Regions from separate parts of the Mus musculus genome. Here region 2 is linked to region 1. The links are chromatin contacts, called in public promoter capture Hi-C maps. All regions are on one chromosome and are shown on one strand. Each heading gives the region's core, a stretch centred on a gene start, on an enhancer-like site or on the middle of the called end of the contact. The rest is flanking DNA. Distances are from core to core; before and after follow the strand shown.

Evidence for each region. Promoter capture Hi-C pulls out the DNA fragments that hold promoters and counts their contacts.
Region 2: a promoter capture Hi-C map of liver shows a contact between it and region 1, with 7 times the contacts expected there. The contact joins the promoter of Mterf1b here to the enhancer-like site in region 1. A contact is called at or near these places in 6 of 39 promoter capture datasets (the 3T3-L1 cell line, the SN4741 cell line, cranial neural crest and 3 more), 1 of 15 datasets of contacts at CTCF or cohesin (pro-B cells), 31 of 484 Hi-C or Micro-C datasets (the Ba/F3 cell line, the G1E-ER4 cell line, the HL-1 cell line and 19 more), 2 of 115 datasets of contacts at active chromatin or transcription factors (bone marrow-derived macrophages and neural tube) and 2 of 9 other capture datasets (adipose tissue and macrophages).

Annotation. Positions count from the first base shown.
Region 1 is chr5:4,958,387-4,961,173 of GRCm38.p6, forward strand. The region is part of intron 10 of Cdk14 (cyclin-dependent kinase 14); the gene reads right to left. Among named protein-coding and RNA genes, the nearest start is that of Fzd1, 200 kb to the left of the region's middle. Within about 2 kb of position 1,440, at least 15 of the 459 cell types and tissues checked have an H3K27ac peak or open chromatin away from gene starts, as enhancers often do. A contact at or near this core is called in liver and muscle stem cells, where this site is marked.
Region 2 is chr5:4,190,968-4,193,754 of GRCm38.p6, forward strand. It overlaps Mterf1b (mitochondrial transcription termination factor 1b), which reads left to right and starts at 1,400. Exons shown (of 2, transcript NM_001042670.1): 1 at 1,400-1,451.

The sequences.
Region 1 (2,787 bases), core at 190-2,689:
GCTTACTCTCAGCGCTGTCATACGTGACCACGCCTGTTTTACGTGGATACCTGGGATTGGAACTCAGGCCCAGGCCCTCAGGTTTGATCAACTCTCACCCGTTGGGCACTTCCTGAGTCTAACCCCCAACTTGTTTCCAGTGTTAATGGCAGGAAGATATATGTGGTCTAGAGCAGCTCTCCCACAATGGGAGATGTGAACCCCAACTACAAACTGCTTTAGCTGGCAAAGAGAACATGGCATGATACCTATCACCTTCATAAAAACGTTAGTCCCTTCTTTGGTTATCTTTCCATTCTTTTGAGAATATCAAGAAGAAAAGCTTCATCTCATCTGGGTGTTTGTTTTTACGACCTCCCAGGCACTCGGCTCTCACTCCCTTAAGGGAAGTAGGACTTAGGTTCAGGATCCGGGGTGGGTAAGATCAAACTTAATATTACGTACCCCTTACGTATTTTCATTGGTTTCATTTTACCTTGTTTTCTATTATGGGAATGCTTAAGGGATCTCTGGTTTTTTGAAGTCATATGAACAAGCAAAATTACTTGAAAGGAGTTTATTGAAAGGAAAATATTAAGCCACTGAGAGAGGCCATGCTACATACAGCAGAGATCTCAGATACAGAGACAGAAAAGCTGATTGAGGGGCTGTGTTGGTGGAGGAGGGGAGAGCAATACTGAGTCCATCAATAGTGAGATACCCCTAGAAAGGAACTACAGGGTAGGTGGCTTTCAGGACAAAATGCTAGGAAGGAGCATATTTGGTTCTACCCTGCACACATAGAGGAGGTGACTGGGGACTCCTCAGGACTGCCCCCAGAGCAGAGCAAATGCATATAAAGATGGGACAGGAGTCTCTACACTGTTTTAAACTTCTTTGCTTGCTATTTTTATACACATCTCAATCACATTAATGTTACTTTCATTATACGTTATGATTTTAGTGTCCCTGTATGGTCTTAAATATATTCATTTTTCTCCTTCTCTTGACACCCACTTACTCGCTAAGCCCAGGATCTCCCCGGAACCTATGTGTCATCATCCTTACCTTATTTCAAGTTATACATCCACACTCCTAACTGGTCTTTTGAAAATCAGACTTGATCAACTGTTACTCTGTGAGTCAAAAGCTTCACACTGTGGCCAAACCCCGTCTCCCCTGACACACTTAAGCTGCTGGCTGAGGCCTGCAGAACCCCCTTCTCCGCTTATCTAATTGTTTACACATTCTTGTCCCTTCATACTCTCCCACTGGTCCTTCAGTGCCTGCATCTGGCACATTCTCCCGTTAGCCACACAATGTTCCCACATGCAGTTCTGAAGTCTGGACATCTGTGCCCTCTCCATGTAATTAGCTGCTAATTAATTTTTCAGTCCTGTGTTGAAACCTTGTTCTCAGGTCAAGTCCCACGACCTGTGCACCAGGGCAGGATTCCTGTCATACGCAACACCACAGCTTCATAGCAACTGCCACAGATTAAATTTTAGCAAGTGTTTACTTTGCACTCTGATTTCTTTGTTTGTTTTCTCTTTTACTTTCTATTTCTTTTGCCTATCAAGTCTACGGCATAAAGTGGGCACTAAATATCTATTGAATAAACTACATAGACTTGAACTGGTATCAGGAGGAGCCCATGACTGAACTCAGTCGCCTTCAAAATAAAGGCTGTACAAGGTGTGTGTTTCCCATGCTATTTAACTCTGTACTCCTAAAGAACAGAAACGAATGCTCTCGTTTCCTTCTAAAAACCGGACAGCCAGGTGACTGAAGAGAAAGGCTGCGTACAGGGCTCCAGGGAAGAAGGTTTAGTACGTGTCCACACTTGTCCACAAAGAGCATCCACCTTCCATCGCCTGAGTGTCATCGCCACGTGAAATGCAGGACAGGACCACTAAGGCTGTCCCTTTACATAGGGGACTAGGTGAAGCCAAGAATTCCTATGAAATTACTCTAAACATGACAAAGTTCATCCCGTGAGAAATTCATTGATTATATTTTACACAAACTGCAAATGCAATGGGCCCTCTTTCTGAATGCAGTGGCAAGGAGCTGCACTGTAACTTGCGCAGTGTATGTCACCTTTAGCGTAGTTGGTTGTTATTCCCTGATGCACCTTGCTGCCCCCGAGAAGCACAGGGAAAGGCTGCTGAGCTACAAAGTGGCTCAGTTCAAGAGCAGATCACTTGGCAAGGAAGACAACGGTCTTGGTCTCAAGAGCTGAACTTCCTGGCTCCCAGAGGACCGGGAAGTCTCCAGGAATCCCCTTTGTCATTCTTTCCCTTTCAGCACACACATATATGAAAATGTGTCTGGGCGGGTATGTATCGTGTAAGTGTACCCATATATACACACCAGCCCCCTCTTCAGCATTTCATCAGTGACTTGACGTGGAAATAGAGGAATTGTGTAGCTGGCCTTTGCTACTTTGTGGGTTCTTCTTTTTTCCACCCTTTATCCCCTCGGTTTCACTCCCTAATACTAGATAGGAGAGAAACAAGGATAGAATAAAAAGAAAGCCCTGCATCTAACTTATTTCTTTGGTTTTTCTTTGGCTATGGCTACTAACAAGCCTCAACCAACCTCCCTTAATGACCAACTACCACCTCCCCTGCATCTCGGGAGCCTAGCATCTATGCATCTTCTGGAAACTTCCCAGAATTCCAAAGGTTACACAACTGCAGAAAATTATCTGCAGTTGTCAAGACCACACTTCTGTTAGCGCACTGGGCAAGTCATAGTCAGCTGCTGTGGATAACGAAGCAGCCCCACACCCCTACACCAGGGATT
Region 2 (2,787 bases), core at 150-2,649, 770 kb before region 1:
CCAGAGGGATTAAAGGAATGTGCTAAGGCATGTCTGTATTATAGCTAGAGTAGCCATGTTGTTACATTAAAATCCCTCTACAGACCCTGAGTGTAATTACAGGAAGATGTAGATTTGTGTAATTGACAAGGATGTAGAAAGGACATTTGTTTATTGAATCCTGGAATCTATGGATGGTGGTATTTTACCCGTGGGTTCTCTTAGAGGAATGGAGGGCTAATTCCTTTCTCACTCTAATTGAGTTTGTTGAGACTCAAACAAGGAAAAGCTAGTGAGGCAGACATAAAGGCACAATAATCAATATTACTAGTTATATCATTATTATCAATCTTTGGTTAAAAGAGGACAGGGACAATTCTGAAGATAGCACAGACATGGCATTTGATCTACACATTGAGTCTAAGTCCTGAGGGTTTTAAGTCTAATTTTAGGGAGGGGTTTATCTTGATGTAGACTTCCCTACTCTCCTCCTTCCAAGTGAGGTCATCTAAAATCACAAGCATCATCACATGTCACTATCCTTTCAAAACGAAATGGCAAAGGAGAGAGATTTGCATAGCAGCACAACTTTGATACAAAGTTGTCTCAACAACAACAACAACAACAACAACATCCCTCAAGGAAGATGAGAACCCCAGAACAGCCTCTTGGGAAACATTGTCTACCACACTGCTCCTAGTTCTCTTTTTCTCTTCTTTGCCCCTCATCTTTCCCTCCCTGCCCTTCGTCTTCCCAACCTCTCCAATATCTCAGCTGCACCTTTTCCTCATTGATATCACTTTCAAGAGGACTAAAGCCATCTCCTGGTGTTCATAAATGAAAATCCATGGGGCATGCTGAGGAGAGAATATTCTGGCAGAAGCGAGACCATGGGAGTTACGGTCCAGAAGGCCGAGGTTGTCTTGCTTTCCGCAAGCCACACGTGCACCGTAAATAGCTACTGAGTAATCCCAGGCAAGGAATAAGCTGTGATCAGTAGTTTCACTTTCTGAGTAAACTGATTATTAATAATTTAAATTCCCAAATAGAAATCTTTATTCTTACAAACACCAAACCAAACAGAAAAATGCAGAAGAATTTGGGGGAAAAAAAACCCAACCAACCTACCAAACAAACAAAGACCCCCAAGGTCTATAAAGCAACCTAAAAGAAAGAGATCAAACCGAACCTGTTCTTTGGTGCAGGCAGAATCTCAGCCCCAGCCAGAGGGAAGCCTTGGCGCCGCCCTGTGGTCTCGAACCAGCCCAGAGCCCAGAGTCCCCGCAGCCACAGTCTCAGCCGCCCCCTGCTGGGCTCCCGCGGTCAGGCGGCCGAGGATTTAGGCACAGCGCGCCGGGCTAGTGACGTCACCTCTGCGCCAGGCCGAGGCCGGAAGTCAGCCGTTACTTCCGCACTCCGCTCCCTCCCGGGCGTCCAGAGGCGGAAGTGAAAGGTGTCTACCGGGAGCGTTGGTAGGAGCGCGGATGCAGTGTGCGGGCTGGGGCTGGGGAGCTGCTGGAGCCTTTGCGAGCGGCTTGCGAGTCTCTGCTAGACAGGGCGATGAATGGCTAAAGGCCATTGCAGAACTGCCCGAGGGAAGGCGAGCCTTCGATGTGGGATTACGGCGGTTCTGAGTTTAGACTCATCAAGCCCTCCACACTTCGTACAGCAAAGAGCTCGGCATTGGCTCGGAATTTGTAACTTTAGGGACAGTGCCCACCCTTAGGTTGTTGTATATATAGGGCATTACGAAATAATGTATGTGTAACGTGGGGTTCTGGTATTAAAGTGCGTTTGCGATTCCGCTACCTTCCCCCCATGCGTTGCCGTTTTCTTTTTATTATGACTGAGAAATGTTTAGTTTGCGAGAGGTCGTGCATCTCACAAAAATGATTTGACCTGGACTTCTTTATTCTCTACTACACTGGCGATATTTTTGCCTTTTTCTTTTCCAAATTAGTGGTGTGGTGGTAGAAACATCGGTTTTTACCTTTTCTGGAGAGATCTAAAGTCTCTTATGACAAAGTCGACATCGATATGTAGTTCTGTTCAAAACAAAACAAAACAACCCTGTACACTTAAATGCTGTGTCAAAAGAGTAGCGGGATTGTGGAATTCCCAAAGATTAGCAGTTTTCTTTAAACACCTGTTAGCTTTCCAGCTGTGGGATGGGGTGGGGTGGAGGGGACGGGAAGGGACAGGGACATAAATCTTCCATCTTGAACCTCGGTAGTTACAGTCACCAAGATGTTGGTGATATTCATGAAATTTAACGAAGCTTAAGAAAATGGTTTATTTTAGAGGAAGATTGAAGGCAATTATTCGATATTTGCTTTTTTTAAAATTTGTCTTGGGATAGTTAATTTGCCAGAGGTTACAAATTCAGCTCAACAATCTGTTTTTAAAAGGACATTGTGTTTATACAATGACTTGCAAATACAACTTGGGTTCATGAAAATGACCCTTTTTCTTTTCTGAAAGAAAAGACAATTTAACTCAGAAAAGTGCACGTGCTTTCCCGCCTGCGAGTGCGCTCATATGTGAGCTTTGAGTTTGATAAGATAGTAGTAGTAAGTGCTGAGGGGAGAGAGCATCTACTGAGAAGGTGATGGGAATATGAGAATTATGAGGAAAAACAATAGGACATGCTTCTAATGGAGAATACACACACACACACTCATGTGTGTGACATGAAAGTAAAAGAGGGACTTTGGGAAGATAGATACAGATTCCATTATTTGTTATGTCAGTTAAAAATAATGAAAAGACAGCAAGGACACTGAGACTAAAATAGGCAGGAACAAGATT